Regions from separate parts of the Pan troglodytes genome. Here region 2 is linked to region 1. A link is a contact called in public HiChIP or PLAC-seq data. All regions are on one chromosome and are shown on one strand. Each heading gives the region's core, a stretch centred on a gene start, on an enhancer-like site or on the middle of the called end of the contact. The rest is flanking DNA. Distances are from core to core; before and after follow the strand shown.

What was found. HiChIP or PLAC-seq counts read pairs in DNA pulled down with a chosen protein or histone mark.
Region 2: an H3K4me3 HiChIP or PLAC-seq map of stem cell-derived excitatory neurons shows a contact between it and region 1, with 12 times the contacts expected there. The contact joins the promoter of MIX23 here to the promoter of POLQ in region 1. A contact is called at or near these places in 1 of 7 Hi-C or Micro-C datasets (stem cell-derived neural progenitor cells) and 1 of 1 datasets of contacts at active chromatin or transcription factors (stem cell-derived excitatory neurons).

The regions. Positions count from the first base shown.
Region 1 is chr2:124,828,380-124,835,926 of NHGRI_mPanTro3-v2.0_pri, forward strand. POLQ (DNA polymerase theta) reads right to left here and starts at 4,807. Exons shown (of 29, transcript XR_010155309.1): 1 at 3,758-4,807; 2 at 2,770-2,949.
Region 2 is chr2:125,654,073-125,661,619 of NHGRI_mPanTro3-v2.0_pri, forward strand. It overlaps MIX23 (mitochondrial matrix import factor 23), which reads right to left and starts at 4,485. Exons shown (of 6, transcript XR_010155324.1): 1 at 4,392-4,485. FAM162A (family with sequence similarity 162 member A) reads left to right here and starts at 5,182. Exons shown (of 5, transcript XM_016941747.3): 1 at 5,182-5,515. The coding sequence starts at 5,482.

The DNA.
Region 1 (7,547 bases), core at 3,557-6,056:
TAGCTGGGCGTGGTGGCGGGCACCTGTAATCCCAGTTACTCAGGAGGCTGAGGCACAAGAATCACTTGATCCTGGGAGGCAGAGGTTGCAGTGAGCCGAGATCACCCCACTGCACTCCAGCCTGGGCGACAGTGAGAGACTCCGTCTCAAAAAGGAAAAAAAAAAAAAGAAGTGGAAGGAAAAAAGTTGCAAGGAATCTTATGGAAATGAAACAGAATTTATGAGAAGGTAAGGAAGAAAGCAAGAGGAGGCCAGGGTGGTGGCTGACACCTGTAATCCCAGCACTTTGGGAGGCCACGATGGGCAAGGTGTTGTATGTCTGTAATCCCAGCATCTTGGGAGGTTCACATGAACCCAGGAAGAGGAGGCTGCAGTGAGTTGCAGTCACGCCATTGCACTCTAGCATGGGTGATACAGTGAGACTCTGTTCCAAAAAAAGAAAAAAGAAAGGAAGAGAAAAGGAATGCCATGCCTAAGAAACAGCATATGGTACAAAGGCCTAGAAGAAAGCCTGGCATGTTCAGATAACACAGAAGGTAATTTAGTAAGCATGGAGTATAAAGTACCCCAGGGGTATAAAAGAAGAGATATGAAAGTGCCACAAGAAAGGTTTATAATCCCACCATTTAAGGAGTTTAAACCTTGTCCTGAAAGCAATGCAGTGTGACTGATGAGTTTTATGAAAAGGAGTGACAAGATCATATTTGTACTTTATAAAGATCACTTTGGACTGGGCACAGTGAATCATGCCTGTAATCTCAAAACTTTGGGAGAATCACTTGAGCCCAGGAGTTCAAGACCAGCCTGGACAACACAGTGCCACCCCCATCTCTACAAAAAATTTAAACAAAAATTTTTTTTAAAAAGACCACTTTGGGGCCGGGCATGGTGGCAGGCGCCTGTATGTAATTCCAGCTACTCCGGAGGCTGAGGCAGGAGAATCACTTGAACCCGGGAGGCAGAGGTTGCAGTGAGCTGAGATTGTGCCATTGTACTCCAGCCTGGGCAACAAGAGCAAAACTCCATCAAAAAAAAAAAGACCACTTTGGCTGCAGGAGCAGGGCAAGATCAGAGGAAAAGAATGAACTAGTTTCAAAGCTATTGCATAATCTAGAAGATGATAATGAGCTGTACCAGGTAATGGACCTAAAAACAGAAAGGAGTCAGAAGCAAGAGATATATGAGGTAACAGACACCAGGACTTGGTGTTTAATTGTATAAGCTGGTGACCAGAGTTCTGAATGATACCCAAGTTTCAGTTTCAAGCAATTGAAATGGTCAAGCAATTATGCCACTGCCACTAACTATGACTTCTTAGCATTTACAAGTATTTTATTTTTTGTAATGCCTTTTCACAATACAAGTACTTTCTATGTGCCAAAAACTGTTCTGAGCTTTTATATATGAAATAATTTAATCAACTCTAAGTACTACCGAGGCACACATACTCACAAACACATACACACTCTCTCACTCTTCCTAAGTAATCTGTGAGGCTGCATAGCCAGTAAGTGATAGTTTTCAAATCCAACCAGTCTAATTCCACTGCCTGAACTTATATCTGCTGATAATTATTTAATTCGTCCTTACAGCCATAATGAAAAATCTGTGTGACTCATAATTTCGGAGAAAACTGACACAAAGGAATTGCATCTTACCAAATGATTAGATTTAAAGTCAGTGTAGTAAGCACGAGTTAAAAATTGTGTATGCCATAGTTGCCCATGAAAACCCATATAGGGCCGGGCATGGTGGCTCATGCCTGTAATCCCAGGACTTTGGGAGGCTGAGGTGCGTGGATCACCTGAGGTCAGGAGTTCGAGACCAGCCTGACCAAGATGTGAAACCCCGTCTCTACTAAAAATACAAAAATTAGCTAGGCATGGCAGCGGGCATCTGTAATCCTAGCTACTCAGGAGGCTGAGGCAGGAGAATCACTTGAACCCGGGAGGCAGAGGGTGCAGTGAGCCGAGACAACTCCATTGCACTCCAGTCTGGGCGACAGAGCAAGACTCCATCTCAAAAAAAAAAAAAGAAAACCCATAAAAATTTTATATAAAGTATATTACTTGTTGTTTGTATATACAACCCTGTACAAACAGGTCAATCTATAGCTGGGCACGGTGACTCACACCTATAATCCCAGCACTTTGGGAGGCTAAGGTAGGCAGATCACTTGTCAGAAGCTCAAGACCAGTCTGGCCAACCCAGTGAAATCCCATCTCTACTAAAAATACAAAAAAGTAGCTGGGCCTGGTGGCGCACACCTGTAATTCCAGCTACTTGGGAGGCTGAGGCAGGAGAATCACTTGAACCTGGGAGGTGGAAGTTGCAGTAAGCCCACATAGCGCCACTGCACTCCAGCCTGGAGACAAACTCTATCTCAAGAAAAAAAAAAGGTAAATTAACAAACATATAATGATAATGCTCATACCCTGAAAAGCAACCAGGATCAAACAGGGGAAGGGCAGATTTACATCTCCCATTGCACACTCACTGGGATATATGTTTGTTGAGAATAATGGCAGGCAGAATTGCCCACTCTTTAAATTGTCATTTTTCTTGCTTCCCTCCACCCCAGTCAAACAATAAAACTTTTGTAATTTAAATATAAATAATAAAACTCCATTTTTCACACATATTGTACGATTTTCTCTAGTTATAAAGCACTGCCTCATTCACCTTTTAAACAAACCACAACTACCTCAATAGAGTATTCTTTACATTCATATCTTAAAAATAGTAATTAGTTTACATAAATTTGGATACCTGAATAAACTAAATTCTTTCCTTCCAGGACTTGTCCAAGCAAAAGGCACTCTGCCTGCCATTCAAACATCTTTTTTACACCAAAACTGTGGTATTTTTCCAGAACTGCTTTAGGAAGTCCCCAGTTTGCCAATAGTAGCTTGTCTATTTCGTAGTCAGGAACTGTAGGCTTGCATTCTCCTTTTAGGAAAAAGAAAAAATTAAAATTTAATTTACTTCTAATATATGAGTTTTACAGTTAGCCCTTCACCGTGTGTTGGAATTCCTATGTGTTGAAATGAAGCTCTTTAAAGCACATCCTGACTTCAAGAATCTTATGAGAAATTGACCATGTATAGAAAAGTAATAAATTGTTATTTACTGCATATAATAAAAATTCCTTAAAAGCCTCAAACGAACAAAAAAGCGTGCAATACACAGTAGATAAAGAGTGTTGGAATTACGGGTGTAGTTGGGGGAGGAGGGCAATATGCAAGCATTACAAAGCTAAGTTAGGTGAGTTTCTATTTATAGTAAGTTTTAGTTCCATGACGACTGCACAACTAACGATTTTTAAAAACTGGGTCGACATCCACGGGACACCCAACCAATCTCATTACGAATCCCTTCCAGCCTTCCCCTGGATGCCGAACAGCCTGTGCCGTACTCCAGGCCCAACAATCCTGTCTTAAGGGTCTGTAAGGAGTACTGGGTACTACGAGGAACGAGCCCCCCAACAGATGATGGGATGAAGCTAACTAGGAAGTTGTTTCTGTAAAGGTCGAAAGATCCAGAAGCCACGTGAACATTAATACCAGGCGATCACTGAAAACACGCGTATGTCTGAACAGAAAGTGACCTGCCACACCAGGCCCCAGTCACGGAGAAGGGGAGTAGAAGCCCAATAGGGTATGCAACGAAGCAAGCCCCGTGGGGTGAGGACACCTCCCGACCCATGGCCCGGCGGAGCTGCCCCCGTTGCCCGCGGCCTCCCGGGTTCCTGGAGCACCTGCAGCTGCGGCCGACTGACGGCCGCGGTCCTTCAGGCAGCGACCCAGGCCGGGCGGCGGGCTCAGCACGGACCCGGAGAGGAGCTGGGGGCTGTCACTGCTGTCACCGCCGCTTCCCGAGAACGAATCTGAGCCTGATTCTGAACGCCGCCGTTTCCCACTCCGACGCAGAAGATTCATGGCAAACCCTTCTCGGCCGATCAGGGCAAGCCGCAGTCCCAGCGTCCTCCCTCTCGGGAGAACCCTGGCCTGGCAACAGCTGCGGGCATCTTCCCGCCAGTCTTCAAACTCAAACCTCCCGGCCCGCCCCGGAACCATAGAGTTCTCCGTGGCTTAAGTAACCCGAAAGCCATAGACTCGTGGGGAAGGAGCGGCTCTCGCTGGCGTCTAAGACTTCCGGCCTCCAACGTCCTGGTTGGTTAATATGAGAGCTAGATTAAAGAGGAAGAATACAGAATCTATAGTTATAACCATACTGACCTAAAAGCCTTCCTTCTCTTTTTGTCCATTTCTGGTTTGAATAGGAAGGCCATGCTAACTTCATAAAATGGGCTGCCCATAATAGGTAGATCAGGGAAGTAGCTCTTCTTAACGTATTGGTATTCTGTAAAAAATTATTTCAGATTGAGAAGCATTATGCAAGATAGCCTAGGGTTTCTAATAGAGCATAATTTCCTCCTTTCTCCTAGTATATGATGGTAGGGCAGGGCTATTTCTGAACACAATTTCCATTTTAGCCAGCATGCATTGTGAGGAATATGTAATGAGGAATTGGGGATTGCTGGCTGACAGACCCCTGAGACACTGTATGAACGCCGCGAGGAAGGGGCTCTGAATATACCCCAGGGATCGTTATGAGCCAAGAGCTTAGTAATGCATCTGTGTTGTCCCTTTTGTAAAGGTAGAAGCGAACGAGTTCTGAACGTAAAACGGTGACCATCCATTACCTAGTTGCATAATTCATTTCACCAAGCAAACCTAGTAGGCCCTAAGCCTGACCTGAAGAGGCTGTGCAGTTCTAGAGCACTAAAAATCTCAAAAGGTCCAGTCCAATTAAAAAAAAAAAAAAAACACTCGAATACAATCTGGAAAATAGCATTCGAACCATCAATTCCTTCCGTGAAAACATTTTTTTGATTTAAATGACAATATTCTAAAGTTCCACGAGATGGCGACATTACTCCGTGAATGAAACATTTTTCTCTTGGCCTTTTACGCAATCAACAACTATTTACTGAGTATCTACTGTAAGCTAGCCACTGGGTAAATGGCAGTGAAATGGCATAAAATGGTTCCTGCTCTCAAAGAGAAAGAGTCTAGAGAATAAGGCAGACATTAAACAAGTCAGTTAATGAAGTGTGCCATATGCTCGGGCAGAAATGAAGAGTACTATTAAAGAAATAAAAGAGATCTCGCCGGCCGTGGTGGCTCACGCCTGTAATCCCAGCACTTTGGGAGGCCGAGATGAGTGCATCACCTGAGGTCAGGAGCTCTAGACCAGCCTGGCCAACATGGTGAAACCCAGTCTCTACAAAAATACAAAAAATTAGCCGGGTATGATGGCGGGTGCCTGTAATCCCAGCTACTCTGGAGGCTGAGGCGGGAGAATCGCTTGAACCTGGGAGGCGGTGGTTGTAGTGAGCCGAGATCGCACCACTGCACTCCAACCTGTGCGACAAAGAAAGACTCCGTCTCAAAAAAAGAAAAAAAAAAAAAGAGAGAGACCCCTAGATTGTAGCCAAGAAAGAACTTTCTCAGATGCAGTGTAACTTAAGGGTTAACAGTGCAACTCTGGAGGCAGTCAGTCTAGGTTTGAAACTTAGTAGCTGTGAGATCTTGGGCAACTTGCTTAACCCATTTTTTGTTTGTTTGTTTGTTTTGAGACGGAGTGTCCCACTCTGTCGCCCAGGCTGGAGTGCAGTGGCTTGATCTCTGCTGACTGCAACCTCTGCCTCCCAGGTTCAAGCGTTTCTCCTGCCTCAGCCTCCCAAGTAGCTGGGATTACAGGCCTGCACCACCACACCTGGCTAATTTTTGTATTTTTAGTACAGACAGGGTTTCACCATGTTGGTCAAGCTGGTCTCGATCTCCTGACCTCAAATGACCCGTCCACCTCCGCCTCCCAAAGTGCTGGGATTACAGCGTAACCCTTTTGTGCCTCCATGTCCTTGTCTGTATGATAGAGATAATAATTGTAACAACCTATTTGGTTATTTTGAGGACTGAGTAAGTCAATATGTGTAAAGTACTTAGAATAGTGCCGGCACATAATAAATACTATTCAGAGAAAATATTTAGATGTTCTAATATAGCTCCCAATTTAAATTCAGCATTTTGCTGGGAAAAGGCTAAACTAGAAAAATCTCTTACAAAGCTATTCTGTTTTTATTATTAGGTGAACTATGATCAAATCAGAAAAATAATTAGAAAGGAATTGAAAGTTTTATGTCATCCTACCAAAAGCCTAGAGAATATTTTAAAATATATAATTTATTTTAAATGTTCAACATTTCTAATTTTTTCAGAAAAACTCTGAAAATGGAGAATAGAAGGCTATTTCTCAAAAATATTAAAGATGTTTATGCTAACAGTTATCATAATAACTAATATTAAAATACCAGAAGCATTTTCCATCTGTATTGTGTCTAAACTCGTGTTCCTTGGAATTTTGTCTGTGATAATTCTTCAAGGAGGCCGGGTGCAGTGGCTCACACCTGTAATCCCAGCACTTTGGGAGGCCAAGGCAGGCCGAATCATTTGAGGTTAGGAGTTCGAGACCAGCCTGGCCAACATGGTGAAACCCTGTCTCTACTAAAAATACAAAAATTAGCCAGGCCTAGTGGTGCACCTGTGGTCCCAGCTACTTGGAAGGCTAAGGCAGGAGAATGGCTTGAATCTAGGAGGTAGAAGTTGCAGTGAGCCAGGATCACACTGAGGGAAGAGAGAGACCCTCTCATATTGGGAAGAGAGAGACCCTCTCATATTGTTTTATATTGTATTATACTCAGTACCTGTTTGTTTTTTTTTGTTTTTTTTTTAAAAAAAAACCAACAAGGAAGTAAAACCAAAGACCAGCAGCCCGGCGCCACGCCCGAAACCAGGCCTGGGCCTGCCAGGCCTCAACCCAGTAGTTAAAAATCAACTCATAACTTAGAAACTGATGTTATTCATAGATTCCACACATTGTATAGAAGAACACTGTGAAACTCCTTGCCCTGTTCTGTTTCTTTCTGAATACCAGTGCATGAAACCCCTGTTACATACCCCTAGACTGCTCAATCAACCACGATCCTTTCGTACGAAAACTTTAGTGTCGTGAGCCCTTAAAAAGGACAGAAACTGTGCATTTGGGGAGCTTGGATTTTGAGATAGTAGCTCACTGATGCTCCCAGCTGAATAAAGCCCTTCCTTCTACAACTCGGTGTCTGAGAAGTTTTGTCTGCAGCTCATCCTGCTACAACACCATTGCACTCCAGCCTGGGTGATAGAGCAAGACTCAGTCTCAAAAAAAAAAAAAAAAGATTCTTCAAGGTCTGAGTAAACCCCTCCAAATAAAATTTACACATACTTCTGCCAGTTACCTGGGAGACATACCAATTGTGGATCACTTTAAATTTAATCTTTGGCTTTTTAAAAAATATGTAAGTAGTAGAATTATGCTAGATACCCAGAGTCAGGTTTGTGCAGGCTTGCATCCTTATTGTCTCAATCTGCAGGACAGATATTTCTCTGCTTCATTTACTGAGAGTGCTGCCTTTCTTGGGTTTTGGCTTTCTGCAGAAATTTTTT
Region 2 (7,547 bases), core at 3,235-5,734, 830 kb after region 1:
GAGAATTATCAATATATGATCTAGAGCTTGCCTTTAACATGGCAGACATTAGCCACGTGAGATTATTTAAATTAAAATTAAATGCAATTTAAAATTTAGTTCCTTAATTGCACTAGTCACATTTCAAGTATTCAAGAGCCACCTGTTGCTAGTGGCTATCATATGGAGATAGCATAAATGCAAAACATTTCCACCATCACAGAAAGTCCTACTGGACAGTGCTATATTCTAGAAAATATAATGACAACCCCTAAACTGATAATGTACTTGTTCAGGAATTGCTGAAAACTGTATGCCATTCTTAAATGTCACAGAAGAGATACCAGAAAAGCTACAGAGAAAGAAAAAAAGGGAGGTAAAATGATTGGGGAAGGAAACATTGTAGCGAAATAAAGTGTGGCTGATGAAGTAGTAGAGGCATGCCATTTAGTCAATCATTTCAGCTATGAAAAGAAGGAGATTCGAATTTTATTTATAGGAACCTGTTGAGAACAGTGAATGTTCTGTCCAACATAGTAGCCCCTCAGTGTTTTTGTGGTGTAATGAGACAGGAAGTGATTTCTTTCAAAATTGAAAAGGGAGAAGGAAAAGAACTGTAAACCGTCTCACCAGGCTCACATTTCTTCACAGGGAAAAAAGTGCCAAAGCTTAGTTAAGGCAACTCCAAGAGGTTCTAGGCAAAAGTTTGGGCTGCCCTCACACATTGTGAGCAAACGAAGGTGAATGAAGGCACAAAAATGCTGCCATTGAATTATGTGGATCATCCATAAGGAATTACTGACTACCTACCTGAGGCTTAGCCCCAATGGCATACACTCCTGTCCAGAAATTCACCAAGAAAATACATAGAAGACACCCCTGAACAGAACAGACATTATACACAATAAACTGCAACACCTGTCCACAGAAATAACACAGAAATACACACAGTTCAATGGTTCTCTGAAGGCTGCATCTTGTGTAGAACCCTCATGAGCTTCTAAACATTAAATCACAGCCAAAGATAACTTTATAAATTCTGTATACCCCCAGCTTCTTCTATCTTTCATCCTCCTCAAAACAAGAAGAGATCTGATATATCATGAACCTCTCATTGTAGGCTGACTCTGAAATTATGCAGGCGTTTTTCTTGGAATGCATTTTATGTCTTCTCTCTAATTGGTGGGGTAAAAATCTCATCCTCTTGGAAGGCAATTTAGGTATTGAAGGAGTGCCTATATTTAGTAGTGGGCAGGGGTAGAGAAAACTTTCTGTTGCCCCTACAATTATACTATAGTCTATTCCTAAGATTCATTCTCAGGTAAAGTTATTTTATAATTCTACATATTTTTTAGGGTACATAGGGGTGAGGAGTAGGAAAGGGGCCATTATATAACTAAAATACACTGTACTCCAAAGAATGATATGGAACTCCCTTAACCTTTCCTCTCCTCTCCCTTTGCCTGATGGTACCCAGAAGTAATGTCATTGGTACTTGACATCAAAGTCCCTTTTACATGATGCTCTTTTCAGACAGATCTGGTTCCTCAAACTCTATTTTTACATCAAAGCTCCCACGGTGCTTCCCCCAAACCAGAAACACAAACTTGTCTACGACTGCCAGAGTCCTCTAACACCCAGCATCCCCAGGACAGGAATAGAAAGCAGCCCTGTAAGCATAAAAGAAACCATCATTGATGCTAGAAAATAACCTATTTAGTACCTAATTACAATGTGATTCAAAAATCACTTATGTGTCAATGAATATTCCTAATAGAAATACTAATATTTAAACATGCATGTTGAAGTGCTGGGGGGTGGGTATGATGAAAGAGACACGTATGAGGACAATAATAAGAGACATGACAAGAGGCACTTTGGGATTGGATTTTAAAAGGTCTTATATGCCATGTTAAGAAGTTTATATCTAGTCATACGAACCCAAAACTCAAAAGCATAGCTTAGATTATAAAATTCAGAATATAATAGCATATGCCACAGTATTATGGAGATTAGATTGAAGGGGGAATATAGTAGAGAAAAAAAGTGCCAGAAGATAGGAAGGCCTGTTGCAAAGCTAGTTTCAAAAATGATATGGGCCTAAACAAAGCCACTGGCAGTAGTGATGAATCTTCCTAAAGCACCTCTTTGATCATCTCACCCCTCTGCCCAAAAAGGACTCCCTAACTCACACTTGACACACAAGGCTTTCCACAAATCTGGTTGCAATCTTGTGTAATCCCAATGTGCCCCTGTATGAATAATGTGTTCTAGCAATACTGATTTTCTATTTCCCTTAAATACATAAAACTTTTTTGTCTATTATCCTATTGCCTCTGCCTAGAATACCCCTAGTCCCTGCCTGCCTAAGGCCCAACTCTCTAAATTCTTTCAGCATTTTATTCTTTTTTTTTCCCAATATTTTCTACATTTTATAGCCCTACTTAGATTACGTTCCTTGTTTTATACTCCATCCACTGGGTTTCCGCAAGTGCCAGGAGACTAGTAGGTATCTGTTACAGGTTGAATTGTGTGTCCCCAAAATTCATGAATCCCTAATCCCCAACATGACTGTATCTGGAGATAAGGCCTTGAGGTATGTAATAAAGGTTAAACAGAGGTCATAAGGGTGGGCCCTAATCCGATAGAACTGATGTCCCTATAAGAAGAGGAAGAGATAGGCTGGGCGCCATGGCTCACGCCTGTAATCCCAGCATTTCGGAAGGCTGAGAGGGGTGTGGATCACCTGAGGTCTGGAGTTTGGAACCAGCCTGGTCAACATGGTGAAACCCCATCTCTACTAAAAATACAAAAATTAACCGGGCATGGTGGTGGGCACCTGTAATCCCAGCTACTCAGGAGGAGAATCGCTTGAACTCGGGAGGTGGAGGTTGGAGTGAGCCAAGATTGTGCCACTGCACTCCAGCCTGGGGGATAGAGCGAGACTCTGTCTTAAAAAAAAAAATAAAAAAAAAAAAATAAAAAGAGGAGGAAGAGATAGCAGAGATCCTTCTCCTTCCAGGTGCAGGCACAGAGAAGAGATAGTGACATAGAGAAGACATGGTGAGAAAGCAGCCATTTACAAGCCAGGAAGAGAAGCCTTACTATAACTAATTCTGATGGCACTCTTTTTCCCCCCTTAAATCAAACTGTATAGCCTAGAAACTGATGGCAGCTTAATCTTGGACTTCTAGTCTCCAGAACTGTGAAAAAATAAATCTCTATTGTTTAAGCCACCTAGCCTGTGGTATTTTGTTATGGCAGCCCTAGCGGACTAATACAGTATCTAATAAATTCTTGAATGCATGCTAAAATGGGATTCTAGGCACTCGATTTTAAACATTCTTTTCTGGATTTTATTTCAATTTGGAAATAGGATATTTTACAGAAGTACTAAATCTAATTTTTATAATGAAAAAGTAAGAGTTGCAAAAATTTTAAACACTTTAGGCCGGGCGTGGTGACTCACGCCTGTAATCCCAACACTTTGGGAGGACGAGGCAAGAGGATTATTTGGTGAGACACTGTCGCTACAAAATTTCTTTTAAAAAATTACCCGGGCGTGGTGACACGTGCCTGTAGTCCTAGCTACAGGGAGGCTGAGGCAGTATTCAAGAATACCACTACCTTCAAACCGTTCAAAGTACAAAGCTTACTACAGATAGGTCAATTTTTCAGTATCTTGGGTTAGTTAATAATGCAATACATATTTAAGATCATGATTTTGGAATTCAACTTTGTAACTAAACAGAAGCACATTTATGACTGAATTGGAACAGATAACTTTAATGGCAACTTGGTCAAAACCAGATCCCTATTCTTGCATTCAGGTGTTAATAATTAGCCCTAGGTCTCTGATATTTGAACATAAAAAGGCAAAACCTTTAAATATTACATCTTCTCTAATGGGCAATGATACTAGAGCAGGTACTATAATTAATCCTCCCTCCAAGCTTCCATACGTCCTGTCCCACAAAAATAGTAAATTGCACCAAGTATTTGTTTTATCAACTAAATAGCTCTTCTGCACCTTCTTCTCTCCCACAGAAACTCTACTTACAAAAGTAGGAGAGGAATGGCAGAAGCTGGAAACTGAGTTCAGGGAACTGCTACAAGATTGTTACAATCCTTATCCACGCATCCCGAGCTTTACCACAGCAGATTACCCAGAGCTTCCCAGTCAAGGCCGGAGAGCCGCGGAGAGAACTATGACCCCCCTCCTCCCTCCTCCTACAGAGCAACCTCGCTCCCTAAGGCCAAACCCGCGCCCCCCATGACCTCCAATGGCTCGAGAAAAGAGCTTTGAATTGCCCGCTTTTTCCAAAGCTGGTTCATACTCCCTCGCAAAGCAGGGAATAGGGTCTGGGGACAAAAGGAGGCACATGCCTGCCACATGAGGAAAACCCCATCACCTGGAACTCGGCGAACTCCTCACAGTTCACACCGCCACTGGGCGCCGCCATATTGGACAAACACGAGGACCCCGCTGCAGGCCAATCACCGCGGAGCAAAGGTGACCGCGGAGCCGCCTGACAAAAAATATAGTACGAGGGGAATCCTTAGGAAAGCTGAGTGCAAGGCTTGAGTTCAACGTGGTCCGCATCCACCTCGGAACCTGTCACCCTGCTGTCCCAACCCTTTTAACATGTCCTCCTGGAACTGGGCCAGATACATGGATCAGATTGTCAGACCTTGAAGGGACTGTTTACTCCAATCCCATCTTTTCACAAAAGGGAAACAATTTCCTTGTGGTTCCCCTACCAGGTCGTTGAAGGAAATCTAGGCAAGTGAGGCCTTTCTAATACCTCTCACTCCAGTGCCTAACCTCCTCCCCGGACCCTGGAGCAGAGGGGTCTTTGTTAAGAATTTGGGACCACTATGAAACGTCAAGAAAAAACGGCATTTCTGGCAGTGTGGGTGGGTATGAGTAAAGTGTTTAGGATGGAGATGATCAAATGTTTTTAGAAAATAGGTAAATAGAAAACAAATTGAAAACATACATGTTAATTTCTCAGATTAGCCTGAGGGATGCTCCAACAAGAGATAGGGCCACTGAGCAGAGTCCAATTATGTGTTTTCTGATAAAAGCATATGTTCATTGAAAACACTGGAAGAGCGGCATACTGGAATACTGGTTTATCTGGTGTATTTCGGGAGTTTACAGATCACGAAAGTTGCACATTTCCTTTCTATTTCACACAGGTACTCCCATGGGTACATATCCGCTAGGGCAAGGGCCCACGGCGCCACACTCCACAGGACCATCTCCGAGGCTGGCTCAGGATGCGGCGCCAGGGGCACTAGGCTGGCGCCGCGGGTCTCCAGCGCGTGGCGCACGTCCTGCACGCCCCGCACTGGCGCAGGCCTGTACACCGCGTCGCGCACGCCCCGCCCCCCGGCGCCGCCTGCGTCCTTCCCACTCCAACGCTGGGTGACATTGAGCTCACCAGCGCCACCGTCCCCGGCGAAGTTCTGCGCTGGTCGGCGGAGTAGCAAGTGGCCATGGGGAGCCTCAGCGGTCTGCGCCTGGCAGCAGGTGAGACGCCAGTCGGGATATGGGAGGTAGGGGAGCTGGCCCGGCCGCTGCGGGTGGGGGAATCCTGAAGCCTTCCTGGGCCCCGGAGTGGCTCCATTCCATGACGCACTTTCTCGGTTCCTCGGAATCCTACCTACTTAGTAGCCATGCGGGAGGGAACTAGGTGAGCAGCTGCTGATAGGCATTGGAGACTGCCCGTGAATTACCCTCATCTCCATCCACCCAGCTCCCACCAACTTAACTGCCCACGCGCCTACCCTTCTCCCCACCCCCGTCCTCAGCCTCCCCTGAGCTCAGTCTGTAAAGCACCTACTATCCCTAGACCTCCCCTTTACCCATGCATTCAGCTTTCCACCCTAACCTCCCTTATCTATTGCTCTCCTTGAGTCTTCCCTCTTCCCCCTGCTCCTTCCTCTCTGGAGTTTATCCCAGAAAACCTCCAGTCTGAAGTTTCCCCACTCATTAAATGTCTGATTAGGCCAAGGATTTAGGTCTTAGAGATTAATAATAATTGTTTTCTTAAAATGGAGGATACATTACTTTTAAACACTTATACAATTAATTGATTCGAATTTCTTGGAGGAAGTGTGTAATTGAAGGATCTGCAGTTTGTTTTGGTGGTAGACATTTGTGTGATGACTATTTTGGACTTAGGTAATGAAAGCTTAATTCTTTTTTTTTTGGGGAGAACCAGCAGAGCCTTGGCATAGTAGGGGTTGAGAAATCAGAGGGCTTGCATTTTGACTCTTTTCTGGGTACCAGAGATCTTTTGTTCAGTGGCACACACTACATTATTAAAAAGTTGTTAATTAAATTTTTAAAGGAAAAATAGCCCCAAACTTGGCTATTCAAATAATATAAATATATATTGTAAATGTAAATGAAGTAATGCAAAAAAAAAGAGTGAATGTTGCATAGTTTCACAAGTTTGATACGTAACCTTCCCCACCTCAAGATTATCCTTTACACAGCTTATCTGGTGTTCCGGTGGAGAATGGACTGGAAAACATGTCTCAAACTAGAGAGTATTATTATATTTACTTCCTTTAAAAGCAAACACTTCTTCCACTAAAATCCTCAATACTATGATTTCATTGATTTTGTCAGTTTTGTTGAACTAATTCACCTAAAATATCTTCTGTACATCCTATTAACATTATGAAGCTTTTCAACAAGGCAAGTGAAAGGATCATTGCTCTGTAAAAAAGTTAAAATGGACTGCATGAAAAGAACTTTGACATCTTGGAACTACTTTGACATCTTTGAACTAATACTGAGTATATTGTAAGTAGTTCATCTTCTTGCTTTGAGAATATATTTATGCATCTTGCATAAATTTATTTTTGCATCTCTGCAAACTTCTGATGTGTAAAAACTTCACTATTGACCACTTAACCAAAGCAGAATTCCTTGAGTGATTTAAGAACAATTTATTTTACTTCAGATATAAAATTTTTAATAGCACACTAAGGATGTTATATGAGCAGCTCTCTCCATATGATCTTCCACAAATGTCTGATGCTTTGTGAGCAACTCCGCAACAACCTACTGCCTTTCACCCACTTCATAGCTAAATACTTTCATATACATTATTTTGTTGGATGGATTTCCCATAGCAGCCCTCTCAGGTAAGTCTTATTCCTCCCACACTTTATAAATGAAGAAACATAGGTCAGAGATGACTTGTCCAGGATCTCTTTGCCAAAAAATGTTAGAGCCAGGAGAGGGTACCCTTTAATTCTGGAATTTTTGTGCTTTTTGCTGTTGTTCAAGCTGTTCATTCAGGGGCTGTGCGTGTGTGAATTTGTCATGACTAATTGGATCTCATTAATCTGAAATGGAAGAGTCATGAAATGCAGATTTAGTTCTGAAATGAAAGTACACCCTTCATGTGCAAATGGCTTTTCAAGAAAGAAGACTGCTTTAATAAGCAGCCTTAGCCAAAGGAATGAAAGATCAAATAGAAATGTAGGCTGTGTGGTGGCTCACACCTGCTATCCCAGCACTTTGGGAGGCTGATACTGGAGGATTG